Linked DNA regions of Mus musculus: regions 1, 2, 4, 5 and 6 are each linked to region 3. The links are chromatin contacts, called in public Hi-C, HiChIP or PLAC-seq, Micro-C and promoter capture Hi-C maps. All regions are on one chromosome and are shown on one strand. The core of a region is the stretch at or near the end of the contact, and the rest is flanking DNA. Distances in the headings are between cores, read along the strand shown. Region 1 holds the start of Strbp (spermatid perinuclear RNA binding protein). Region 2 holds the start of Rc3h2 (ring finger and CCCH-type zinc finger domains 2). Region 3 holds the start of Dennd1a (DENN/MADD domain containing 1A). Region 4 holds the start of Zbtb26 (zinc finger and BTB domain containing 26). Region 5 holds the start of Nr6a1 (nuclear receptor subfamily 6, group A, member 1). Region 6 holds the start of Ppp6c (protein phosphatase 6, catalytic subunit).

Region 1 (4,631 bases), core at 1,825-4,324, 580 kb before region 3:
CTAACATAAGCTACAGATCACTAAAGGAGACAAGGCACTGAAATGTTGGTTCAAAATCCTGAAGTTTAATTCCCATGTACCTGGCAAGCTGATGGTAGACTTACATCCACCCAACTCCAGAAGTGTCTTCTCTCATTTAAAGCTAACATTACATACACCATCAAAGCAAACCAAAATACATAAGAACCTAAAGGCCTCAGCTAAAGTTTACTTCAATTACTTGGTTAAAAAAAGAGCTGACAATCCAGTGTTGGTTATTAACATTTTAAAGGTTAGAATCCAAAGGCTCTATTTCTCCCACTTTTAGAAGCTTACATTATATTTGTCAGCCTGTAGCATGAGACTCTGATATTACATCATCCAGCACCCAAATACTGTCCCAGGAAGCTTCTGGGTACCTGAGACACAACATATCAACTGCATATTCTCTTGAGCTCTTGATGTTACTGGCCTCTGGGACCTGCTTTCAGGAAGCTTCACAAAGACATCTACTATGCACCTACTGCAATTCCATTTCCTTTACCTTTTGGGTGTATTCTTCACAATGTATAGCCACATGTCTACTCAGTCAACAGAGCTAAGTGAATACACACCACATACTGCCCAATTTGAAAGTAGGTGGTCAGCTCTTCCTTATTCCTTTCCCATTCACTTGCTGTAAAACTAAAAGTGGGGCTCATCACCTCTTTGATCCTAAAAAAATTAACTTTAAAATATTATATGCAGGGAGGAGGGGAGGGGGGAGGGGAGGGGGGACTTTTGGGATAGCATTGGAAATGTAAATGAAGAAAATAACTAATTAAAAAAAATTTTAAAAAAAGATATTGTATGCAATTGAAAGTCCTTTATTCTCTGTTAATCAGTCTAGGATCCACATCCTGTGTCCACTGTCCCAAATTTCTAGTTCCTCTAAGCCTGAAAATAATCCTCCCTAGTTTTCTCCTCCCATTGGACATCTGCACTCTACCCTTTATTATCTCTCAGTGACTTAATTTTGGACCCTTTACTGTCTTTTGGGTTTGTTGTTGTTGCTTGTTTGCTTGTCTTTGTTTTGTTTTTCAAGACAGTGTTTCTCTGTGTGGCCCTGGCTCTCCTATAACTGACTAGGCTGGCCTCTAACTCAGAGCTCTACCTGCCTCTGCCTCTCAAGCACTGAGATTAAAGGCAACCACCTTTAATGTCTTAACACTGTAAAACTCCAATCTTTCCTCACACTTCCACACCTTGAATCTTCCAAAATCTTAATTAAGTAACCTACTTCTGAACCCTCTCTGACAGTCATTTCCTGCTTTAAACATGAGCATCCTACTTCCCTCAGCACACCAACTCCATACAACTGTCCTTCTAGCTACAGCCATAAACCCATAAACACCTCTCCTTTCCTTCAGTATAAGTACTATTCCTTTACATTTTCTACTACAAAATACCCTTTCTTCTGTCCCCTGCCTACTCCTTTCATTTCCTCTACATCCTACTACTGATTTCCCTTCAAACATACCCCCTACATCCTACTACTGATTTCCCTTCAAACATACCCCCGCTTCCATCTTCCTCCTCATTCCCAACTTCTCTCCACACCTCCTGCCCTGGGAATATTTCCATTTACACACACACACACCTTACCTACCACTCCCATATTTCCTCTCCCTCCCTTCTGCTCACCACCCCACTCTCCATCCTGCCACACACCCCATCCCTTTCCAGGGTGCTCCCAACCTCAAGGTTTCCTCTTCTGCTGGTGCCCACTAGAATTTCTCACACAAACACCCTCCGCTTCACTCACTTCTGCTGCCCTTTTACTGCTACACACACCTCCTGCCTTGACATCTCTCTCCACCCAACCTAAAACCTCCACATAACCTCCTTATCCCCATTTCTCTCCCAAAGCCCTCAAACTCAGTACCTGTGTAAACCACTCCTCCTCCCACTTGCTCTATCCTCCTCTACCCTGAATACAGAACCAAGCCATTTTCCCCAAGCCTGTCAACCCCTTCCTGTCTCCTTCCATACTTCCCAGCCAGATACTCACTAGGGAACTCCTGACGTCCTGGGCGCACACACACAGACAGACATCTCCTGCCTGAATACCCTCAATTTCAACCGCCACCATTTGAGAGAACCCCCTCCTCTGACACTCCTTCCCTCCATCTTTTGGGGCTCAGCCTGCTCGCCACACTCCCAGCTACGGACCCCTCCTCCGCCATTTCCCTTCAGGCGTCCGGTGGCCTTCCCGCTGCCTGCCCCATTCTCTGCCCCTCACAAGCAGCGCTAACCAGGGCATCTGCTCCTTCCATTTCTGCCTAGAGGTGCCCATCTTGTCCCTCCCTCCACCACCTCACTTGCCCCTGCCCGCCCCAAATCCCCCTACACACCCATCCGAATCCCCAAACGGAACGTCCTCCTTCCCTCTCGAGCCCGACCTAGGCCCCCATGGGTCCCCCAGGCGTGCCCTTGAGGCCCTGGTCACCGTGGGGCCGGGTCCCTCAACGCTCCCTTACACCCAAATCTGCCCACACCCTGTGCCCGCCCCCCGAGCCTCTCCCCAGCTCTTGCCCGCAACGTCCTCCAGCACCTGCCCCGAGTCCGGAACCCTCCCACCTCCCCAGAGCTGGCGCCCCGCACGCTGCCCACGCCCTCGGGAGGTTCAGGGCCGGGACCCGCGACCCCGACCCCGAAAGCAAGCAAGGCGACCCGCAGTCCTGACGCGGACCGGCCGGGTACCGCGGCGGCGACCACAAAGCTCAAGCCGCGGGGCTGGGATTGCGCCGCGCTCCTCGCCTCAGCAGCCGCCGCCGCTGCTAAGGACGCACAACAAACAATGCGGGGCCCGGGCAGCCTCCGCCAACTGCCTCAACCGCCGCCTCAACCGCCGCCCGCCCGGGACGGCCCGCCGCGCAGGCGCCGGCCCCGCCGCAGCCTACCCGCGCCGCCGCGCTCCGCCCGCGTCCGCTCCCCGCTCCCGCTCCGCCGCCGCCGCCACCTCGTCCGCCCGCGTCTCCGGCTCCTCAGCACAGCGGCGGCGGCTGCGGCGGCTGCTGCCTTGGTGGCGCTCGCGGATCCGAGCTCGGCTTCGGCAGCGACCGCGGCGGCGGCGGCAAGCACGTGACGCCGCCGAGCACGCCCATTGGCCGATCCAGGGGGCGGGGCCCGCGGCTGCTGGGGAACGGAAAGCCCGCCCCATCGCCCTCCGCGCGCCCCCTGCACGCGCGCTCTGCCGCACCTGAGAGCTCCGGCCAGCGCCCGCCGCCGCCGCGCCGCGCTGTCGCCTGCGTCAACTGCGCACCTGGGAGCGCGCAGGGCGCTCAGGCCCGCGGCCGCCGCCTGCACCTGCGAGACCGCTTACGTAAACTGCGTCCCGCCCACCTCGCGGCGCCTAGCCCGGGCCGCAAACCGTACCTGAGCCCCGCTGTGCCTGCGGCGGTAAGCGTTGCTGGGCGGAGGCCAACTGCTGAAAAGAGCTAAGCGCGCATTAACTTCGTAACTGCAGGTTCTGAGAGCTGCTCCCGGCCGCAATGAGAGCCGGCTTCCCCAGGTTCTGCGTCCCGGTGCGGGATGCTTCTCCAGCTCCAGCCTCGGCCTTTACGCTAACGGAGTAAGCGCCGCAATGCCTCCCGGGTGGAGGAGGGGCAGGCAGTACCTTGGCTGAGTAAGAGACTCCGATCCCTCCTTGATTCGCTCCCCCTCCCACTTGCCGGTTGTGTGACCTTGGCCAAGTTACCGAACCGCTCGAGCTTCAGTTTCCACTTCACAAAAACTAAAACTGTAATTCCTATTTAAGAGCCGTTGAGCAGATGGCATAAAACAATAGATATGAATTTTCCTGGCACATAGCAAGCACTGAACAAAAATCAAAATCTCCTCTCCCTACTCCACCCTTAATGGCCCGGGAAATCCTTTCCCTCCTTATTTCCCTCCTTAGGTCTGGAGTAGTCTAGCTAAACACCTACCCACTTTGTTCCAACGGTGGTACTGGGAAAGAAATAAAAGGTTCAAGTTTTATTTTACAGCTCTACGTTGGCATCTTCTTAGTGCCTAGCATTCTCCCAGGGGGTTCAGCCCATGCTTAGTGTGTGTTGCATGCTCCACACTCGGCAGGGTGCTAGAATGCACTGAAGAATAAGTCAAGGTCCTTAGCCTAAAGCAAACCTAGCAAAGAACCCCACTTAATTTGAGCAGACAGTAGGGGACTGACCTCCCACACTCCCCCTGGTAGGTCCCCTTCTCATCTTGCTCCTGTACCAGACTCAAATATTAACAGCTCTGGACTGGAAATGATTCTCAATAATACTTGCCTGACATGGACAAAGTCCAGGGTTGCATCCACAGCACTACCAAAATATATGACCTCAGTACTTCATTCACAGAATATGTTAATACTTAGAGTTAAAAAGCTTTGAGTATGGCCTTCAACTTCAGGACATACACACTTCCCATTGCCCCTCCTTGACACTTCATTAACAACAAAGCTGTCCTTTCCTAGCTATCCCCAGGTCTGTAACATATCCCTGAAGTCTATGCTAAGCCCCAGATCACTATGTCTGATTGGCACCTCATTCTAGCCTTCTGGAAACCTGGTTGTTCTATCAGTTTAGAACATACTCCATCTGGAGCCCCTTGACTGCCCTGAGACA
Region 2 (4,733 bases), core at 87-2,586, 860 kb before region 3:
ATCAGTGATGTAGTTTTTTAACCACATAAAAGGTAAAAACAGGAATCTACAAACTATTCTTAATGAGTCCAAGTCTTAGGCTGTGTATACAAGTTAACCACAAAGAGACTAGACCCACCAACTAGAACATTCGTTTCTTTCCTTCTGTCAAATAATATCACTTTAGTGTGCCATTATTAGCTTTCTCTGGTTAACTCCAAGTTTTTACTGGAACTTTAAAGCCTGACTACTAAAAATGACAGGAAGATTTGTAAAACACTTTTAACACTTTATTCGGGATATAAAGTCAACTCTAATTACAGTGGGTCAAGATGAGAAGAAATTCCTTAGGGTCCTAAGGTTAGGAGGACAGTGGGATTAAAAAGAACCGAGGTGGAGCTTAAACAAAAATCTAAACAGGTTGAGAATCACTGAATTTGAATACTTAATGTCTGTGATTACTTTAGACTATTTTGGTCTGAAGGCTGTGTCTGCCAGTATCTTAAAAACTCTGGTGATTTCAAGGATGGAAATGACAGCTACCCTTATCTCCTTCCTAACGACAGAAAAGTACAGCTGTTTCTCTTAGAAACAAAGATGCTTTCTACCATTCTCCTAAGATGGTGGAAGAGTCTCCTTATGAGGCTCCCCCAAGGAAAATAATAAGAAAGGGGGAAAGAAAACTATAGCAGAATTCCCTGGCTGTGCTTCATGCCATCGCTCCTAGTCACATCCCCTGGTCCAGCCATCTCCCTCCAGGGAGGTTAAGCCCTCCCTGGGCATTGTTTAGCCAGGGTCCCTATTTACAACACTCAGATCGCCTCCATCCCAGCGCTGTGGTCTCGGTAAGCCCAAGGGCTGAAAAGAAAACGCTAAGACAGGACCTGATCTCGGGGACCTTTTCGAAAGCCCCTCTTCCTACATGGGTTAAGCAAAGAAGGAAGCCGGCCTCTGTTCGGGTGGGATCCTCAGTGGTCAGAGGCGTCCCTTCAGCCGGTGCTGGAGAAAGGTGGCCATCTGAGCGTTTCGCTTCGCATCAAAAAGCCCTACCAGAGCGAGGGGCCTCTCTGTCGTGTCAGGTGCGGCCCGCGACTCCCAACCCTCGGGGTACCGGCGGCCACCGTGCACAGGCCGCCGGGCAGAGACAGCTCCCCGCCCCACCTCTGAGGACCCGGCAGCCGGGCCAGGGCCCCAGCCGCATCTTGCCCGCCCCCGCCCTACCTGAGGGGCCCGGGCGGGGTCGCTAAGGGCCGCTCCCGGGGGCCCCGCGACGGCGCGGCTCGGCGACGGAGGCGCCTCGTCTCGCCGGGGCAGAGCTCGGCGGCGGTTTCAGGGCCTCAAACTCCATCGGGAGCTACAGGGACAGCCCCGTTGGCGGCGGCGAAGGCCGCGACGGGGCCTCCTCCTCCTCCCTCCCTCCGCCTCCTCCTCCTCCTTCTCCTCCTCCTCCTCACCACGGAGGCGGACCTGGAGGGATCCCGATTTAGCTCTCGCGAGAAGATACTGTTCACTTCACGCGAGATTACGCAAGCCCGGGAGTTGGGGCAGAAGGGAAGCGTAGTGGCCCGGCCACCAGAACTGCGCATCAGTTTCCCTCTGAAGAAGAAAGCCACCCTCGTCACATGACAAAGGAACCCCAGAGTACTGTGGGAGATGATGCGAGGACTAGGCAAGACGAAGGGCCTTATGGGAAACTCCCTGCACATCTAAGCCTTGACCAGGAGGCTTGCAAGATTGAGCCAACGTTAAATTTATCATCCATAGAGCAGAACCTGCTTCATCTATGTTACAGTCTACTTTACTCTCTTTGTAGTGAGATACTAACCAGATTAGCAAATAATTCTCCAGTTTACAAAAACCAGGACCAAAGTGAAAACGTTTGGCAAACCCACCTACCTCATCTAAAATCCCAGATGCCTCAAAAGTGAGAAGGATCAAATTTTACAAGTTTTGGAATTATAACTCAATATTTGTTAGAGGACTTATGGCAACCTGTAAGGTAGGAATTATGAAGAAAGACTGAAAATAAGGATGAGAAAAGCAACAATTATAAACAAATATGCCAGGCTGTATGATAACTGATATTTTAAAAGCATTTTAGTTTTATAGTTAATTTATCAAAGTAATCCTAAAAGGTTAATATTGTGAATCTATGCTAATGATGTGCAACTGAATGTGAAACAAAATGTTCAGCAACATCCATGATAATAATCTGTATGTAAGTTAGAATATGGAAATTTCTCTAATGAAGCTTTAAATATACATGAGTTATAATCCAGATGTGGGGCTGGCGAGATGGCTCAGTGGTTAAAAGCACCGACTGTTCTTCTGAAGTTCCTGAATTCAAATCCCAGCAACCACACCGTGGCTCACATCTGATGCCCTCTTCTGGAGTGTCTGAAGACAGCTACAGTGTACTTACATATAATAAATAAATAAATCTTTAAAAAAAAATGCAGATGTGATGGTGCATCCCTGTGAACCCAGCAATTGAAAGGTCCAGGCAGAATCATAGACTGAACTGCTTACAACTGCAGCTCCAGTGACACAAAGCTTCTGGCAAGTGTGACAAGATCGGCTTTTTAGTTTTTGCATTTTGTTTTTTTTTGTGAAAGATCCATTGGCCCCACCTGTTTGTTGTTTGTTTTGTTTTCTGGTGCCTTGGCTAGCCTGTAACTAGCTCTGTAGACCAGGCTGGCCTCAAACGCAGAGATCTGACTGCTTCCCAAGTGCTGGGATTAAAGGCATGTACCACCACCTGGCAGCCCCACCAGCTATACATTAATAACTCATTATTCATAATTTCATCCAATTATGTTAATCAAAAAAGAAAGTTTCCCAACAATCAGGTGTACATTTTGGTATTTTCTTTTTGTTTTTGTTTCAAGACAGGGTTTCTTGTGTAGCCCTGGCTTTCCTGGAACTCACTCTGCCTCTGGAGTGCTGGGCTCAAAGGTGTGCACCATCACCACCTGGCACATTTCTGTTCTTTTCAACTGGACAGTGATGAGTAATTTTATATATACATGTTCCCTAACCTACTGTGTGTGCATTTTCCATTCTACTTCCATTTGATATTTTTCCATTTCACACAGGAAACATTCCCCAAACATGGAAAACCACATTAAAAGTTAACAATCACACCTTCCTTTCCCTATTATGTTTTTTAGACAGGGCTCAAAAACCTGTATAGTCTTGGCTGTCCTGGAATCACTCTATAGACCAGGCTGGCCTTGATCCTTGATATCTGCACGACCCAGCTTTCCCTATCATTTTTTAATCACTGGCATTTTTCCAAATTAATTTCAAAAACTTAACAATTGTTTGTCTACCTCCATTAAAATACAAGCCCTATGACAGTTGGTAATCTGTTTATCTACCTTTTAGTACATATATAAACCAGTAGGTAGGTTCTTTTTTTTTTTTAAGATTTATTTATTATTATAAGTACACTGTACCTGTCTTCAGATGCACCAGAAGAGGGCGTCAGATCTCATTATGGATGGTTGTGAGCCACTATGTGGTTGCTAGGATTTGAACTCAGGACCTTTGGAAGAGCAGTCCATGCTCTTAACCACTGAGCCATCTCTCCAGCCCCAGTAGGTAGTTCTACTTTTCACTGTCCAGTTGAAAATAACAGAAATGTGCCAGGTGGTGGTACATTAAACAGGCAGGAGAGAGTGAGTCTTTGGGCTTCATAGATTACCAGGTGGTTAATGTAGCTGACTACTCTTGCACAGCAACTGAGTGCAGTTCCCAGCTCACAGCTGCCTTCACTGCAGCTCCAGGAGGGGATCCAAAGCTGCTAGCAAGCATATGCCCACACATACACATAACTAAAAATATAATAATAAATCTTATGTACACATAACCCCACACACATAATTTTAAAAAACATTATTACTAAAGAGAAAATGATTCCTTTAAAATTCATAGAAATACACAAGCCCAAAGTTCTCCATTCCCACCTCCGGTTTATTGTTTCATACAAACATAATTACATCCAATGAAAAGAGGAAAGGATTTTCTCTACAACAAAGTAACAACCTTTTCAAGATCTTTTACACATTTAAATGCAGTACATACTAGGTTCAACCCAAATATACTGCTTTTTCTGACATAAACAAACAGCTAAAAGTATTTAAAATGAATAAATGCTACACTTTACTTTGTCATACCTTCATATCTTTACAGATTCTACTTTGCTGAATTTTTCAGAAATGTCATGCAAGCGGATGCTCTCCCAGGAATGTTTTTGTTTTGTTTTACTTTTTTATTTTGTTTTCCTTAAAACAATGTCTCCTGTATATGAGGCTGGCCTAAAACTTAGCTATATATAAGAAAGGCTGGCCCTGAACTGAATCTCTTGCCTCTATCTCCCAAGTGCTAGAATTATAGGCATGTGCACTTTGCCCAGCTCCTAGGATCAATTTGTCCACGTAATGGAAATAAATAATATAAATAACAACCACATTATAAAACACCCTCCCCACAAGCAAAACTTTCAAAGTGCTCACAAATTTTGATTTTACAACAATCTTACAAGGCACGAATAAAACTTAAAACACATTCAAAATGTTCTGAACACCCAGTATAGTACATACCACTTCCCCCAAGAACTCACTGTTTACTCCACCCATCCCTAACCCTCCCTTCCAAAAATCAATTCAGGAAGCAAAAATAAGAGAAGCACTTCAGTCACAAACTGTTTCTCTGAGGGGAATACGCTCACAACTATAACTGGCCATTCTTAA
Region 3 (4,469 bases), core at 1,725-4,224:
ATTTTTATTTTTTAATATTGTGACAGTGTTAAATCAATCTTAACCCTTGGCCCTTAAAACCTTGTTCTCTGTTACCTGAAACGTGCGTGCCTTTCTCTGACATTTCTGGCATAAAATACATCAGATATTCTTTAATCATTTGACAAGAAGGTGTAAAACACTAAGTTCCTAATATGGGCCTGGCAATCACAATGATCCTGTGTTAACTGCTCATAACAATCCTTCAGGCCCCTTCTACTTTAGGAAAATCCAGATTCACTGTTTGGATACACTGTTTCATATCATGAGAGCCAGGCGGTGGTGGCATACTTTAATCCCAGCACTTGGGAGGCAGAGGCAGGCAGATTTCTGTGTTAGAGGCCAACCTGATCTACAAAGTGAGTTCCAGGACAGCCAGGGCTATACAGAGAAACCCTGTCTCAGAAAAAACAAACAAACAAAAAACAAACAAACAAACAAACAAAAAACACATAGCATGAGAAAGAGCTGGAATTTGAACCCAGATCTGATCTACATTGCCCTTATAATGGCACAAGACATCAGAGATAAGCAAAAGAAAGAAAGGTCTAGAGAATGCTCAGTCTGCCCCCCAACAACCTACTACCTACTTACTCAAAGGGGCCTGCACACTTAGCTTTCACTTCAGCCAAATAAATACCCTGACCACCTTCTGTTCTGCCTGACAGAATGGCCAGTAGCAACCAAAGCTGTTTTCTCCAACGACAAGGGCGGTACCTAAATTGATTATCCCCTTATCTCCTGTCCATCCATACTCCTAGCTATGAACAGAAACTGCACAATTAACACTTGCTATAGTCACAACTAATTTTCATAACTCCTATTTTCATATTCTCTTTCAATCTCACCACAGGCTAACATATTTCCCAGACCTTTTTCTTTTTTTTCTTTTAACCACTGAGCAGTCTAGTTTGAAGATTAATAAGGCCATTCTTCATACTAATTTCACACTTAATGCAATTTCATGCTTTGGTAAATTCCCTTACTCAAGTGCTCAGATAGTACAGTGATGCATTCCACCAAACACACTTACAAAACAAACTTGTCAACCTGCTACTGTCAAGAGTGAGAACACATAATCTGAACTTGTTCTATTTTAATGTTCACTCGAATACTTGATGCCTCCAGTCCAACAAGTCTCTGAACTTCTCTGGAACAAGAAAGTTAAGACACATCCTAGTGCTTTCTCTGCAACTCTGAGGTGACTTCCAGAAAGTGTTTCTACATGCTGTTGAAAGTCCAAGTTCACAACTCTTACCTGAAGGGGGGAATTTAGCCTGGAACTCCTTTTTTAACCCCAATAGTTCACAAACTAAATCACTTTACCTCCCCAGATTCTCAAACTCTTGTGTTATATTCTAACCTTCTCCCTTTTCTATAAAAATAAAATAAAGGTCTTCTTATGCTTCCACATCCATTTTCATGAGCAAACTTTTCTAATGTCATTCAGCAGGTGTCACAGGATTTCTGCAAAACTTACAAGACACCTTTTGTAAATGAGAACTCTAACCGCTGAAGAGACTGAACAGCTGGGCAAGGGTCACACTGCATGTGCATCACTTGGACATGCGATGCAATGTTTGAATAATTATTAGATTTTTTGCCCTTGAGGCCCTTCCTCTTTCAAACTTCCCTAGTACAATTCTCAAAATGCTGAAATAATCACATTCCACGGACTTTCCTATAAGAGGGTTTATGGTGTCTTATGAATGCTGTTTTCCAGAAAAGCCTATGCTGTCAACTTTGTTTTTCAATGTCCTTAAGCAATTCTATTAGTCATAGAGAAAAAGTGAGCATTTGCTAATGATTAGAGAGAGAGAGAGAAAGAGAGTAAGCATCTGAGTCCTAGGGCTGAGGAAGGGAGTGGCCAGAATTGGTCTTAGCTGGGAGGGGAGATAGAGACCAAGGCAACAACACCCAAATTGGACCACAGAAAAGTTGTAATTCCCAAAGACAACTTCTAATGTTTCGGTGGGTACTTAAGTTACAAGTATCAGCATTTTCACGAGAAAACGAAGCCTCAACCAGGGGCTCCAAGCAAATGAAGAAGGAGTAAGGGAATGTGCCTGACTGGATTGCAAAACCTTTTCAAAATCAGGTGCTCAGTGACAGCTAAAGGTGTCTTCCTTCATAGCCTTTGGCCCTGGCTTGTGTGCAGACTCAGATAAGAGGAAGAGTCAGCAAAGGCAAAGCGCCTTCCTGTGCAGGCAGGCCATCCAGGCCTTAAATGTCCCAGAAGCCCCCTCCCTCTAAGAACCTCACACCACTTCTGGAATGATTACAGGCCTCACGCAGACAGGCTGCAACCTCTCAGGACCTGCCAACTCTCGGGGTCGCCCCCAAACACACCCTTATGAAGACTTGCTTCCGGAGACCTCCCCTCTCCCAGCAGCAGTCTGACAGTTTTCTGGGGCTCTGTACATCCCGCCTAGGGAGCCACCGCGTCAGCAGTTCCCGCCCTCAGGTGAGGAGGGGGCATCTGATCATCCGCGCCCCTCCACCCCACACGCACCCCGTCCCCGAGCCTTCCCGCATCACCATGGCAACCGTCCCCCTCCCCGCTTGACGCCTCCACGCGGGGCGCCCCTCCGGTCTGGGCAACAAGTCCCCCAAGCGCGGCCCACGGCCTGCAGCTCTAGCCCAGCCTCGCCTCCCCCGCGCCCGGCTCCGCCCGGCCGCACTCACTTGATCCTGGAGCCCATGGTCCCGGGGCCTCCTCATGGACCCGCGGGCCCCGCTCGGTGCTGCGCTGCACTGCACTGCCCGCCCGCCCGCGGCCGACAGGCCTCCCTCAGGAGCTCTCCCCGCCCCTTCCTCCCTTCCCTCAGGCAGGGGCCCGCCCGCTCGAGGCTCGCTCCCCGGCCGCCGCAGCTGCTGTCGCCTCCCGGGGTTAAAGTACTCGCTCCAGCCGGGCGAGCGCCATGGTCGCCCGCGCGCGTACCCGGCGCGCGCCGCCCCCTCCGTCTCTCACACCGCCGCCCCCTCCCGCCCGCGCCGCTGACCGCGGGGGCTGCTGGGAAGTGTAGTCCACTCGCGTGAGGGTGGCCCCGGGGGGCGGGAAGCGCGCAGCAGGACAGTGGTCTACCCGAAAGGTCTGTGGCTTCTCTGAGAAGAGACCTAGGGACCTTTGTCCCACTGCTTTTCATCAGAATCCACCCAAAGCGACCTGAAGGAACTTCCATCGTGTCCCCAGAGGCCACTAAAGAAGCCTTCGTCCACTCCTCAAGTGGAGAATTTTTGACAGGCTAAAATTCGGGGAGGGGGGTGTCTGAATTGGAGGAAACAGTTGTCCTCCCCTCTCAGGAACTCACAATGACTCCAGTTTCACTGAGTCAGGCTTCAGGGTTCTGGTTTCCCGAATTTGAAAACTGAAGTTCACAGACCATGGATGTTTAGCTTTAAAGAGTTGGTTTTTTTGTTTGTTTTTTTGGTTTTGTTTTTGGTTTTGTTTTTTTAATACCTCCATAAGTAGGAGCTTGGGAGAAAAGCCGGCCCATCCCAGGAAATGGGGTATCATAGAACTGCATGCCAGGTGCTGAGGGTGAGTTAGTCCAAATGTTTAACCTGTGGAACCAATGACTTTATTGGACTTTCTTAGAAAGCATGAGTGGGGGTTGCTTACAGGAGTGTGGGTGACTCCAAAGCAGCTGCACTGGAAAGTGCACACCATCATCGTCGTCGTTGTCCGTGTTCCCGCCCCCCTCCCCCCAAGACTCTTTAATCCCAGCATTTGAGTAGGGGAGGCTAGTGGATCTCTGTGAATTTGAGGCCAGCCTGGTCTACAGAACTAGTTCCAAGAGAGCCAGGGCTACACAGTGAAACCCTGTCTTGAAAAACAAAAACAAAAACCTACCCTTCTATGACCGAAAGCTTCCTGTAGACATATATACAGTTTTCTTTAGTTAACCTCCTATAAACTACTACAATCTGTGTACTACAGCACCTCCCTGGGCCCAGAGGAATGTGCAATTAGAGTAGATTGCATACAAATGGCTGGGAGAACCGGGTGGAGTCCCCTCTGAGAAACTGTTAACAGCCAACAGGCCTGCTCCTGATGACCTTCTGCAAGCAGGCACAGCTGATGTGAAGATGGTGGCTATTTTGCTGTGAGGACCAGATTCTATAACCAATCACCTAGGTGAGAAAATTCTGGAAATATCTGAGGGAGTTTCCAGATTAGTTTAATTCAGGAGGGTGGCCTCTTCCATGGGCTGGCTTAAATGAACGGGGAAGGCAGCATTCATCTCTCTCTGTGCTTTCTGACTGGATTCAGTCATTGTGACTAGCAGCCTCACTTTTCTGCTGCCATGTCTTCTCCTTCTACCATGTTAAACTGTACTGTACCCTCAAACTGTGAGCCAAATTAAACCCTACATTGTTTTTTATTTTGGGATGTTTTTGTGTTTGTTTGGGGGTTTTTGGTTTTGTTTGGTTGGGTTGGGTTGGGTTGA
Region 4 (4,250 bases), core at 1,525-4,024, 840 kb before region 3:
TAGGAGATACTGTTCTAGGTATTTAATATTTAAAAATGATGATGCTTATACTCTTGCACTAGCCAAAACTCTGCAATTTGAAGAATATATAGGAAATGGCTAAGTGAACAGCCTTTTACTAATGCCATCATTTTAACAGATCAAAACAGAAATGATGAGATTGTGACTATCTAGAGAAATTTAAAAAAGAATTTAAAACAAAGAATCAGCTAAACAATGACCATGCTCATCAAGGTGAAGAACAAGAGAGAAACTATCCAAATAACTCTAAGATATTTGGCTTTAGTGGCTGGATCTCTTGGTATGTCATTCAGTTAACCTAGCGACTACTAGAGGAGATGATCATAGGCTGCTTATCAAAATCCACCAAAAGAGCCTTCCTGGCACCACCAGGGGAGCTGGTTAGAAACACACCACACATCAAAAGCTGTAGAAGAAACCTCACTGAAATGGTAAGCAGATTGTAAATGAAAACATTAGAGTACAAAAAGTACACCTAAGTTTGCATAGAATGGAAGTGGACCTTAGGACAGAAGAAAGAAAAAACATATACACAATACAACATAAACTCATCACTTACCTCTTCTCACCCTCGCTATGCTTAGAGGTCTCCTTTTTAATCAAGAAGCCAATTTTTCCTTACACTCTCCCACTCCTTGACTCCCATCTAGTCATAACACAGTACAGTGAGTACAGCACGGACTCTGGAGTCGTATTTCTACAGTTAGAACTCTGTTCAGCCACTTACTTATCCAGTCTGTTTCAGGATTCTTTTCAACCAATAATAAATGGGGCTGCTAAGGAAAATTAAGTAAGTTCATCATTAAAGAAGTAATTGTTTTATGAGTGTCTGCCTGCATGTGTGTATGTGCACCACTCGCATGCCTGGCGCATGGAGGCCAGAAGGTAGGAGATCCCCTGGAACTGGAATTATGATAATTCTGAGACACCGTGTGAGCTCTGAGAACGGAACCCACATCTTCTGCAAGAGCTGTATCTACTGACTATCGTTCCAGCCTATTAGTTAATTTTCAAATGAACTTAGAATGGTGCCTGCTATGTGCTCTTTAAACATGTTCAGTAAATAAACAAATCTTTCACGTTTCTCCAATGGAATATCAAACCAGTTGAGGCCTCTGATATTTTATATTTCATTACCTCATCTACTAAAATTGCTTCTTACCCATCCTGTTAACAAAAAAGATCCAAGGGATTCTCTTCAAAATCCTCTTCTGATATTTGGGTCACCCTAGTTGCTTCAACCCTGTGTTCTTTTCTCCCTTTTACTGTTGGCTCCAATTGGAGTTCCTGCTTCATTAGCGTAGCCATTGTCCTCCCAGTAACCTTCTTTCTCAGTGCACCCTCTAGGATGCCAGATCTTCTTATGGTCTACATGCTATGACGCTGAGGCTCATCTCCATATCTGTGTCCCCAGCTCCTACACTGGGCAGCTGTATGTCACTATCCCTTTAGACATAAATTCAAACTCAAAAACTGAATTTGTAATTCTTTGTGGTTTTATTTCTGATTATGGCATTGCTATTCTTCAAATGTCAACTGCTTAAATTCTAAGACTTACTTTTTCTTCTCTTTCAGCGTATAATTATCTATGACACATTAGCACTTGCCTCCTTTCTTGTAACAATACCGTAACTCTACTTTAGATTTTAATGCATCTCACCAGGACGTCATCACCTTTTCAAAATAATCTCAAATATAAGTACCTAGACTTTAGCTAAGAGAACCCAGAGTCAGCTATTTCTATTCTACAGGCTTCCCAGAGAACAAAATTACTTTCTGTAGTACAAATCTGACCATATCAGTTTCCTGCTCAAAGAGCTTCAAAAAGATAATTCATCTCATTTAGTGTTGGTTAAACTTTTCACTATTTGGATTTCACTTTACTTCTCCAACTCAAACTCTTATGTACACAACCTCCCTGTCCCTATTCCTTTTTCTCATAGTCTGTAACGTCTCAGTACCACTACAACTTTTCTTTTTTTGGAAAAAGTAATTTCACGAGTTCTCTTTATCAAGAAGTAGGATTTAGAGGCCACTCTCTTCTACAGGCTTCCCAGCAACTGTCCTTAGAGCAGTTGATTAAAGTAACATATTGCATACCCTCCACCCTCTTACGAACATCAATTTGCTTATAAATGTCGCTTCCAAACTGGAGATGAACACTGGATATTTGATGAACCTCTATTGAATGGCATAACACCAGTAATTCAAAAGGTGCTGTAATCCGCGGTTGAGCAAGGGTAAAACCCATCAAAACCTGGCACTTACAGTAGACTCGCGGTTGGCACTGAAGGCCTTGCCTTGGCTAGCTCCCGCCGTTCAGTTTTCTGCCGGCCTCAACTGCAGCACTTTTTACAAAATGCCAGAGTCTGGCTTCCTGGCCAGCTACAGGGCCCTATATAGAGGGTCTCAGGAAGCGGTCCCTGGGGCATCCTGAGATTCCCCACTGCAGATTCGGGAAGGGGAAGAAAGTGGGATGCAGCATGGGCCAGTCCAATGGCTCAAAAGTCTGGGGGCCTAGACCAGCTCCTTGGCTCCCATCCCAGGGCAGGTTGCGGCCGATCCAGGTCCCCACGGGGGCTCCATTTCCAGAGACCCCGCACCCTAGCCCGGCTCTCGGGTGGCCTCCGAACTTACAGACCCGGGGGGAAGGTCGCCATCTACATCTGGCAAAACCAGGAGCTGCGGCCCCTCGGGGCTCCGGGAAGGGGGAGGGGCAGGCAACCTGAGCCAAAGGGGGACCCAACGGAACCGGAAGGGCAGCCCTGGCCGGACAAAGACAACTTCCAGGTCCCATGGTCATCTCCGCCAATCGGAATGCTCGGAGGACGACGGGCCCCTGAGAGGGACTTTCCGCGTTGTGGGCGGGGCGAGGCCAGGGAATCGGGCTGCGGAGGGTCGGCTTCGTGAGCTCTGCTGCTTGTGGTTCTTCGGTAGAAGGCGGGCCCGAGCTCTCTTCTTCGCGGCTGCAGTCACGAAGTGCTCCCGCTGACCGTTGCCTGCATGGGCCTGAGCAGCCTGTCTGCGAACAAGCCGTGGTAAGTCCCTCCCGCCCAGGGATGTGGACTCGCTGCGTGGGAGCCTGGAATGCAGAAAGCTGTTGTTGGGTCCCGTCCCTTGTGGATACTGGTGTTTCTTAGGAAATCTTCCTTTTATGTTCCCAGGTCAATCTCTTGCCTTCCTTATCTTTGGTTACCCTAGCCGTTCACAAATCTGTGGTTAACCTGAATACCTCTCTTGAGCACTGGAGCCAGCCACTTAGACCGATTTCCTGTTGTCCAGTGTTTAGTGTGCCTTTTTCGTAACAAGTTCATGCCCAGGCCTACCTAGCTATAGTTCTTGTTTGGTGAAACAATCATACAGGGCCTCTTCCCAAAGAGAAAATCTGGAAATCATTCTGAATTCCCTTTACTTTGCCCATCCACTTAGTTATTGCTTTCTCTACATTTGTTTTATTTACCGTTTGGTGGTGTTATTATAGGAAACAGAAATAATTATCAATTTAATCTTTTTCCAAGCTTAAAGCTAAGTGGCTTTGTACAATGTTGTATAACCACTGCTAGCTATTCCCGCATTAACTCCTTGTATTATTTTGTGGATATCCATTTTCCGTAATATCTGTTGAAAAGGTGAACTTTTTGCCCATTGAGTGGACTTTTTGGAAATCAGTTCGCTTTATGAGAGTTTCTTATTGGGCTGTCTAGAGTACGGTGGTCTATGTTTATTCTTGTGCTAGTACCATACTGCTTTAATAATCGTAACTTTGCAGGCAGTTTGGCATTTACTGTGAGTGCTCCATCTTTATTCAAGACTGTTTTGGTTCTTCGAGATGTTTTTCACTTCCATCTGAATTTAGTATCAGGAACTGGACCTAGGACTTTTCATGATACGCAAATACTGTATTACTGAGCTACATCTTCAGCCATACTTTTGTATTGATTTGAGGATTGACTACCATTTCTTGGGAAACGGCTTTTGGAACGTTTTTTTTTTTTTTCCGTTTTTGTAAATCTGTAGGTTGCTTTGAATAGTATTATTATTATTATTATTATTTTATGTCTTCTTGCCCATAAACACAAGGTGCCTCTTCAGGCCTTTTATATAAATTATTTTCAGAAATGTCTTCTTAGTTTTCTGCATTCTTGGTTCATTCACACATTTTTATCAGGGTCTGCCTCAATTTTCATAGTGCTTATTGCTAGTGTCTAAAAAATACATTTAAAAAAAGC
Region 5 (4,200 bases), core at 115-2,614, 640 kb after region 3:
AATCTGTTACTTGTTAGACACTGTTCGGGTCCTAGATCTTCCAGAGAATTGCGCGTTTATGGCGCAGAGAGGGGAGGAGGCAGGGATCTCTGAGAGCCTGCCCTTTATTCGGAAATGAGGAGATGTGAAAGGTGGAAGGCAGGGCAAATAAATAAATAAATCGGGTTTGCCGCGGGAGCGTTGGCCTGCCGCAACGAGCACCCTTTGTAATGCAGGCCTCCCGGGGCTATCGCCTGCGCTAATTGCTCCAGGGCGCTTTCCAAGTTCAAAAGTTCACCTTTTACGACCTCACAAAAGCTCCTTACACTTTACCAATAAAAACATTCCGCCGCAAACACCGAGGGGGGGGGATATCAAACAGAAACAAATAAAACATTGAGCCAGGGAGGGAGCGAGAGCCAGCCCGGAGGAACCTGAGGACTGGGCTGGGAACAAGGGGACGCAAGCGGCCGGGCCAGGTGAGGAATTCTCAGCACCCCGGAAGAGATAGGCTGGGCGGCGCGGGAAGCGTCCGGCAAACGCCGGGAAAAGGCAGGTGTCCCGGTGCCCCAGGATCCCGCTGGAGACCTGAGCCAGCAGAAAGTCGTCGCCTAGAAGAATGAGTCTGAGTAAAGGAAGGCCAGGGGACAGGAGTGAGCACCGAGGTCCGAGAAGGACCATTACCGGTCTGCCCAGAGGCGGAGGCTCACGGGCTGGGAGGAAGCTCGGGACAGTGGAGGAGGAAAACGCTCCAGGATAGGTGCAGGGCGCAAAGGTGTGGAGTCTGCGAGCTCCCTGGTGAAGGAAGAGAGGGTGCTCCGTGCACCAGGGCCTCCTGGGGGAGGAGAAAGGGTTGGCGCAGAGGGGACGGGGGGAGGGGAGGGTCCGAGCAGAGGGGACCGGGGACCCTGCCTGGAGAGTGCGAGCCCAGGGTGGAGTCCTCACTGAGGAGCTGCCCGGCATCCCGGAGCTAGAGTCAGCTTAGAGAAAGAGGGGGTCGCGGGCGTTGGCACCGCCCGGGCTCAGAAGGCCCCTTACCCACCGTTGCGCGGCGGCGGAGGGAGCGCGGCGGGCGGCTCCAGGAACCCCGCCGAGCCCCCGCCGCCTCCCCCTCCGCTAGGTGGCCGTTCGTCCCGCTCCATGCGGCGGTGCTCAGGGCCCTCTCGGGCTTCGCTGCTCCGCCATGACTTGCGCCTTCGTAGTCGTCGTCCTGGTCTTCCACGGGGGGAGGGGGCTGTCAGGGGCCGGCAGGCTCTCGGCCGCCGCACTCTCTGGGCCCCTGAGCCGCCCGGCTCCGCGCCCCTCCGCGCCGCGCCCCCTCAGCACTGGCCAGCTCCCTCCTCTGACGTCACGCGCCGCTGCCACGCACATGCCCGTGAGGAATTCTGGGAAATGTAGTCCTCCCAACGAGGCTGCCCACACGGGACTCTACCAAATAAAGGGGTGATGGAAAAAAAACAGGAAGACCTAAGTAGGGAGAACCCAAACCTATCACTATTACAAACTCTAATAAAATTTCTAATATATTAATATAATAAACGGCTATGTCAGAGTTTTCTCTCTATTGTAACTTATTCGTGATCATAGTGCTCTATGATTCCAACTATTTCCCCACACTAATAATGAGCCTTTCCAAGGAGGCGTATCCACCGGGAACCGGGTGAGCACGTGCAACCAAGCCCAGCCCTGTGGGGGAAGGCCCCAGGGGGCGGGGTGTGTAGGTACTCATGAGGGCTTTCCTCCCGGGCTGAGCGACAAATTGGACCAGAGATTAAAGGACCCGAGTTTAACCCGAGGTGACTGCGTTCGTATGCAAATAGAATCTATACAACTCTGCTTTCCGGAGAAGTGTTTAAAGCCCCTTTACCTCCGGGTGGGCGGGAAAGATTAAAGTTTCTCTTCCTCCTCTTTCATTCCCCGCACCCTGCCCATAGAACAGATGGACAAACTAAGATCACTTCCACTGATGCCACCAAAGAAAACTTGAGACCCCTGACTCCTTGTGTCTTAAAGAGTTCTGTTTTAAGAATGTCCCTTTCCCGGAGTGTTCCCCTTCCCACTCCTGTTCAGTATACCTGTCTCAAAAATGAGAGGTGTAATAAGAATCGGATCCAGTGATAAGAGACCAACTCTCACATACACGCTATCGCCTCAGTTTACAGAAGTTCCCACCAAATAAAATCCTGGATTTTCTCCCCTTCCTCCTCCAGGGCCCACCTCCCGCTGCCACCAGGTGGCGCGCGGCCATGGGGCTCTCAGGATTAGGGGTGGTGGTGATTTTCAGAAATGCCCCGCGCGCGTTCTCTCTCTCTCTCTCTCTCTCTCTCTCTCTCTCTCTCTCTCTCTCTCTCTCTCTCTCTCTCTCACACACACACACACACACACACACACTACACAACCCGCGCACACACACACACACACACACACACACACACTATACAACACACACACCTCCCTTAGGAAAAGACTTATTAAGTTTCAGTCTAGAACTTAAATGCTATCTAGCTTACTATAAATCAAAGAACTCTGGTGCTTTGCTGGGCTTTCCTCTAATGGGCCGTATCGAAGCGGTTTCATTCTGTCACTTCATTCTGCCCCATGTGCCCCTGGAATCCTCTGGCTCTTGTGAGTCATTCTTTACTTAATTGTTTAGAAGTCTTTACTTGGCTTATGAAATCTAACCTGTTCCGATTCCTGCCCACGTTGCTCCCATGCCTCTTCCCTTACCTGCTATTGAGAAGGCTCTGCCAAGCCTTCCTGCACTTTCCATTATCAATATTAATTGGCCTGGTCCATCCTTAGTCTGTGCCAGCAGCTGTTATGAGAGATTGACACTAATGCTGTGTGGTTTAAAGCTCCCACACCTGTTCATTGAGGTAGCTCTGATATTGGTGCTCTCACATACAAATGAAGTGGCACAAAAGTTGATGTCCGTTATATACTCAGTGGATCAGAAAGCCGAAATGCCTCTATAAAGTCTTTAACTCATCTTTCTAGATCCTTTTCTTCAGTAGCACCTTCCTTATACCTCCCATCAAGGGACAACTGGGTCCCTCTGTATTCCCAGATGGCCCTATCTAAGTAGACTGTAAGAAATGATCTTTTTTTAAAAAAGATTCATTTATTTATTTTATGTATATGAGTATACTTATACACTGTAGCTGTCTTCAGACACACCAGAAGAGGGCATCAGATCCCATTACAGATAGTTGTGAGCCACTATGCAGTTGCTGGGAATTGAACTCAGGACCTCAGGAAGAGCAGTCAGTGCTCTTAACCACTGAGCCATCTTTCCAGCCCCAAGAAATGATCTTGAAGTGGTTATGTCTTTGACAAGGGTTCTGAGCTTTCCCAAGGCCAGGGAGCAGTGTTCTGCAGCAGGCCCCTGGAATATAAGATGAGTCCTTTGTGTCGTGGGGAAGAAAGCCTTCTTCAGCTCTGGATTCTGAAATGTGCCAGGATCGCATAGCCTTCCCAGAGCCAGAGTTCCCCTCAATCACAGGCTCCTGGTGCAGAAGAGTCCTCTTCCCCGAATGCTCTTCCCTGGAAAGCCAAGTGGCTCTGCAGACATCTTGTGCCTGAGGTTTGAAAAGTGGATGAAGATTGCACATCAACTCAGAGAGGAGTTCAACCACATCCTCAGCTCCTGGTAATAACTCTTGATTCCTTTCAGCTCTGAGCTCCCTCCTTGCCAAAACCAGCCAATCCCTTTACTCACTCCCGGTTATCTCCTCTGCTGCTAGTTAGCATGTGGTACACACTAAATAGGCATCCACTAACAGTCCAGCACCCACACTGGGTCTTTTTTTTTTTTTTTTTCTAATTTCTTGACATTTTCCTAACAACCCTGAGAAGTGCCCTCTGCTCTGAGTTTACAGTTGTAGAGACAGGTTTACTAAGACCGATTTAAAGGGCTCTCAGTATTTACAGGGAAGACAGAAGAAATGGAAAGGAATATATCGAAAGGAATATATCTAAGGATGAGGATTAGTCTGAAGGAGACTCATCCTGAGGTCCTGAGGCTAGAGGCAGACGTTAAAAACAAGTCAAGTATGGGCCTCATCATGGAGTCCTTACCCTTCAGTGAATGATGTAGACATAAATCAAGTAATTGCATGAGTGCTATAGTTAGGAACTGTTAGGTATGCCAGATGGGCTGGGGTTGGAGTGGGGTGGGGGCAGGGTGATGGGATTTTTGAGATAGAAAGCACCCAAAGTGGG
Region 6 (4,448 bases), core at 516-3,015, 940 kb after region 3:
AGCCAGGCATGTTGGTTAGGGTCCAGCAGTTGGGAAGTAGAAGCAAGAGGGTCAGGAGTTCAAGGCCATCCTCAGGTACATACTGGGTTGGAGGCCACCATGAACTTTTTTTAAAGATTTGTTTTTATTTTATGTGTATGGCTGCTTTGCTTGCACACATGTCTGTGGAACACATGTGTACCTGGTGCCTATGAAGACCAGAAGAGGGCATCAGATTCCTTGGAACTGGAGTGACAGGATGTTACAAACTATCATGCCCTTGCTGGGAACAGAATTTCCAGGTCCTCTGGAAGAGCAGCCAAGTGCTCTTAACCATTGAGATATCTCTCCAGCCCCAGCAAGAACTATATTAAGATCTTATCTCAGGAAGAAAGCAAAAACAAGACAAAACAAAATTACCAAGCAGGAAGACAAGGCAAATGCCTGATTCAGGTGGCTGAATATGAACACCAATCATGTAACACAGGCAGTCAGTATGTAAGTTACAAGCTATGTACTTTCACACAACCAACACTTGAGGTCTTAAACATTTTGCATACTTGTTGGCTGATTTAAATATAAACTTCATGTACTAGATGAGACAAGAAAACAGACACAGAGCAAAATCTTCACAAGAGAAATAAAATTCGTTAGGAAAAAGGCAATTTTTTTCTTGAAAAAATTGTTTTAAGCCTGTGGCTTAAAAATATTACAAAAACAGCATGAAAAAAAAATTCAAATGATCGAGAGTGACTGACTACATAGCAAATCAAAGTTAACGGAATAAAACAGACATTAGCAACCATCGGATAAACACCAACGTGGTCCTAAGCACTAGTTTTTGCAGAAACAAAATACGGTTGATAACAGTGGTACACCAACGGCTTACTTCTTTACTGCATTAACTTAGCCTGAACTGAGTAAGACCTCCTTTGGAAAACCAAGAAAACGACACCTTGAGTTACAGGGGAACAGCTCAGAGGTCATAAAAACATTTGAACTTATTGATAAGCAACTGCTTATTCACTTAAATAGCTCAACAACGGGCTAAGAAATGAGATCCACATCCAAATCATCAGAAGAAAACTACCACTCCTAAGAAGCAATTTAGGGGAGTGGTGAAGCTGAGGCGACTTGTCATTCTCTCCCATTATGGTCGCATCGATCCCGCCCACCGGCTTCCACCTCTCAGGGACTTAAACACACCGCGGCCGCGTCCCTGGAGCAGACAGCGGCTCCTGTTACCTCTGCTGGGAGGACCCCATCCCGGGAGCACTACCCGCTCGGCCCGGCTCCGTCTCCGGGAGGCCGAGCGAGTTAGAGTGAGAGTCTTTAAGCTCGGAGTCCCGTGAGGGTCAGGGGATCGTGACATCCCCCGGGATCTCCCCTCAAAGAACTGGACAGCATTCGGGGGATCCGGGCTCCCCTGGTTCTCCGCGTCACGCCGCCTCGGACCCGGTCCTCTCGCACCGCGGAGCGCCCTCCGCCGCGCCAGGATCGGGCGCCCGGTAGGGATCCCGCCGAGGGAGAAGGGCGGGCCGGCGGGAGCCCCGCAGCCGGAAGGGGCTTGCCTCGCAAGCTGGACGGCCTCCGGCCCGGCTCACCTTCAGGTCGTTCTCGGGAAGGTACTTGCACTGCCGCGCTATCTCCACATACTTGTCCAGATCCAGCGGCGCCATTTTAGGAAGAACAAGCCGCGGCGACAGCAGCGGCAGCGGCTGTAGTAGCGGAGGCAGCGGCGGAGGCCGAATCCGGAACCCTCCTTACGTCACGTCCGATCCGTGAGTGGCGTCTGCGAAGCGACGTAAAAGCCTGACCCGTTCCGCTCTCTCTCTCAGGCGGAATTCCGGGCCACGGATCTATCTCCAAGAGAACCCGGAGGTCCTTTTGATAAAACCTACTGGGACCCGTAGCTCTCTGCCGCGGGGCGTGCTGGGATTTGTAGTTTTAGTAAAATGCTCTTCCTTTCCTATCCTTGGCAACAGACTTCACCTCAAATGAGGCTTTTTCTAAGGAAGACCATGAAGTGGTTAACTAAGAATTCCCTGGCTCTCACTCCTACCCTGTAAAGTATCTTCAGTTAAAGTTAAGAGTTACTGTTACCGCCTTTCCAGGACTACTGAAGACCTGGCCTAGACAACATTTGAAACAAACTTAACACCACCGGTTCTCTGGCTGGGGGGTGGGGTGGGTGGTGGGTGGGGGAAGAAACAAACAATAAAGCATTTCTTATGCCACATTCTGTACAAATACTGGCACTTTTTTTTTCTCCTGTTCAATTCTTGTAAGACTGTAAGAATGCAAAGTTTGCATGTGTTATTTGCCCCAAAATCTCAAAGGAAACAGAAAAGATGGATCCTAGACTGAAAAACAGGCTACTGACTTAATCCGGTGAGTTCCAGGAGGGGGCCGGAAAGGTTTTTTTTTTTTTTTTGTCGTATCCCAGTGCCAAGAACAGTTCTTGACACCTACTATAGCTTTAACATTGGTCCATTTGACAACTCTATATTGAATAGCAACAAAGTACAGATACACTTATAGGCAGTTAGAATAACCAATGGCTGCAATAGACAAAAATCTCTATCCTTGGGGCTGGAAAGAGTGCTCATTAGTTAAGAGCACTAGCTGTTCTTCCAGAGGATCCAAGTTCTATTACTAGCATCTACGTGGCTGCTTTCAAGTCCAGTTACGGGAGATCAGACACCTTCTTCTGGGCACTGTGTGCATGTGGTACAGAAATATATTTGCAGTCAAAATAAATAAAATAATAAAAAATAATGTATTAAAAAATCTGTCCTCAACTTGCAATTTAATTCTGTTAGAGATAACCGACAAATATAATAAATTACTCAGAGCATGTTAGAAAGTGATAATTTAAGGAAAACATTCCAGCATAGTAAGGAGGATGGGTTGACACAGGATTCAGAATTAACCTGACCATAGTGTACCACATATTTGACCACAGCAGTGATGAGGCAGCTGGATAACTGTGAGTTCTAGGATAGCCTAGTCTATGTAGCATGTTGCAGGTCAACCAGAAGACCTTGTCTCAAAAAAAAAAAAAAAAACACAACAACAACAAAAACACAGCAAAGTTGGGAAGGTGGGAAGTTGTATGGAAGATATCTGATGCATTTCTAAGCTTATTTGGAGCTTTTGTGGAAGAGCCATACCATAGTGGCTGGAGCTCAGAGGAAGAAATGAATACATAGATTTATTTTCCTTTTGATGCAGTGGACAACTGTTGTAGGATTTTAAACATGCAACATGATCAAACTTATTTGGATTTTTAAATTTTGTTTTCTTTGCTTGGTTTTGTTTGAGACATCTCTTTAGCCCCTTAAAAACAGAATTCAAACATTCCTACAAGAATTTAGAAATGTAATTTATAGTCTAAAAGGGTTGGTTCCAACAATGTAAACTATCTGATATTCCACTTTTTCTTGTTAATATACTCCTCCAGCATGGCTTGAGGTTTCAAGCCAAAAGACCCAAGGCACATCCAAGCATTCTGGAGCTTTACTTCAGAGAAGTAATCACTGTCCAAATACATACTGGGCACATGGCAGATCCAACCTTGCCCTGGTTGTCTTTCCAGAAGGAAAGCAGAGTGAGTGTATACCTCTAAATTCTTTGGCAGTCAGTGGGAGCTTTCTGATAATTACAGGCAGTCACAAAGACTGTTTTGCGTTCTACCCTCACCATAAGAGTATGACACTCTGATCACACATAGGCACATAGGTGAGCCATTTCTGTTTTAGGAAAGAAAAGGAGTACCTATACTTAGGACATAGATCAGAGATGATGCAGATGAAGTTGCCAAAAGAGGGTTGATCAGTTTATAGATCATGGTTTTTACAGAGGAAAGACTCTGGGTCTCCATAGACACCCAACTGCAACCCCTACAGAAATCTTAAGATTTCTGTGTTGCAGAGAGAAGACACCCAAAGTATTAATAATTTACCCCAAGAACATATAGTTTCAGTGAACGTTTTATTCCTCACCCTTTACAATAGAACCTCCTAGTTGTTGTTCGTGTTTAGTATCTCTGATCAGCTTATGAGCTCCTAAAAGGCCAAGGGCCTGCCTATGGTCTTGGAACGTGCTGTAACTACAAATGGCAGTTATGGAAATGAACCATTCGTTGCTGGTGCCGCAGCTTGAACCAGCCTCAAAACCTACACAGGAAAAGTCTAGCATTCTGTGGCATGCAGGAAATCTCATTCTGGAGCCTGGAGCAGAATTCAAGGTCAGCCTGGCTTACATGAGTTCCAACCCATCCTTCTGCTTCAGAAGTCACTACTAACGACTGCTGTAAACAAACTCCGTCTGAACAAGGGATTTGGTCATGGATCGGATGCCGACCAGGAAGCAGCATTCCAGGTCTCCCTGGAAGGGAGTCGATGCTGGGGAGAGACCCGCGGAGGAAAGCTGTTGGCCTGGACAAGCTTTAGGAACCTGGGGCTCCA

What was found. Hi-C and Micro-C count contacts between places; a contact is called where the count stands out from the background. HiChIP or PLAC-seq counts read pairs in DNA pulled down with a chosen protein or histone mark. Capture Hi-C pulls out chosen DNA fragments and counts their contacts.
Region 1: a contact with region 3 is called in a Micro-C map of embryonic stem cells, with 7 times the contacts expected there. The contact joins the promoter of Strbp here to the promoter of Dennd1a in region 3. A contact is called at or near these places in 5 of 39 promoter capture datasets (hematopoietic stem and progenitor cells, hippocampal neurons, liver and 1 more), 4 of 484 Hi-C or Micro-C datasets (CD8 T cells and embryonic stem cells) and 2 of 9 other capture datasets (adipose tissue and liver).
Region 2: a contact with region 3 is called in an H3K27ac HiChIP or PLAC-seq map of embryonic stem cells, with 3 times the contacts expected there. The contact joins the promoter of Rc3h2 here to the promoter of Dennd1a in region 3. A contact is called at or near these places in 3 of 39 promoter capture datasets (the C10 cell line, liver and pre-B cells) and 2 of 115 datasets of contacts at active chromatin or transcription factors (embryonic stem cells and large pre-B cells).
Region 4: a promoter capture Hi-C map of adipose tissue shows a contact between it and region 3. The contact joins the promoter of Zbtb26 here to the promoter of Dennd1a in region 3. A contact is called at or near these places in 2 of 39 promoter capture datasets (liver and pre-B cells), 1 of 484 Hi-C or Micro-C datasets (B cells) and 2 of 9 other capture datasets (adipose tissue and liver).
Region 5: a contact with region 3 is called in a Micro-C map of embryonic stem cells, with 3 times the contacts expected there. The contact joins the promoter of Nr6a1 here to the promoter of Dennd1a in region 3. A contact is called at or near these places in 2 of 39 promoter capture datasets (hippocampal neurons and liver) and 1 of 484 Hi-C or Micro-C datasets (embryonic stem cells).
Region 6: a contact with region 3 is called in a Hi-C map of regulatory T cells, with 5 times the contacts expected there. The contact joins the promoter of Ppp6c here to the promoter of Dennd1a in region 3. A contact is called at or near these places in 2 of 39 promoter capture datasets (neural stem cells and pre-B cells), 1 of 484 Hi-C or Micro-C datasets (regulatory T cells), 2 of 115 datasets of contacts at active chromatin or transcription factors (cardiomyocytes and embryonic stem cells) and 1 of 9 other capture datasets (liver).

What each region holds. Positions count from the first base shown.
Region 1 is chr2:37,700,271-37,704,901 of GRCm38.p6, forward strand. It overlaps Strbp (spermatid perinuclear RNA binding protein), which reads right to left and starts at 3,075. Exons shown (of 18, transcript NM_001379315.1): 1 at 2,922-3,075.
Region 2 is chr2:37,421,567-37,426,299 of GRCm38.p6, forward strand. Rc3h2 (ring finger and CCCH-type zinc finger domains 2) reads right to left here and starts at 1,337. Exons shown (of 22, transcript NM_001100591.1): 1 at 1,201-1,337. Zbtb6 (zinc finger and BTB domain containing 6) reads right to left here. Exons shown (of 2, transcript NM_146253.5): 2 at 3,934-4,733.
Region 3 is chr2:38,284,410-38,288,878 of GRCm38.p6, forward strand. Dennd1a (DENN/MADD domain containing 1A) reads right to left here and starts at 2,975. Exons shown (of 23, transcript NM_001362973.1): 1 at 2,704-2,975. The coding sequence starts at 2,720.
Region 4 is chr2:37,440,398-37,444,647 of GRCm38.p6, forward strand. Zbtb26 (zinc finger and BTB domain containing 26) reads right to left here and starts at 2,775. Exons shown (of 2, transcript NM_199025.3): 1 at 2,290-2,775. Rabgap1 (RAB GTPase activating protein 1) reads left to right here and starts at 2,888. Exons shown (of 26, transcript NM_146121.2): 1 at 2,888-3,059.
Region 5 is chr2:38,925,097-38,929,296 of GRCm38.p6, forward strand. Nr6a1 (nuclear receptor subfamily 6, group A, member 1) reads right to left here and starts at 1,365. Exons shown (of 11, transcript NM_010264.4): 1 at 1,022-1,365. The coding sequence starts at 1,121.
Region 6 is chr2:39,224,584-39,229,031 of GRCm38.p6, forward strand. It overlaps Ppp6c (protein phosphatase 6, catalytic subunit), which reads right to left and starts at 1,766. Exons shown (of 7, transcript NM_024209.3): 1 at 1,584-1,766. The coding sequence starts at 1,658.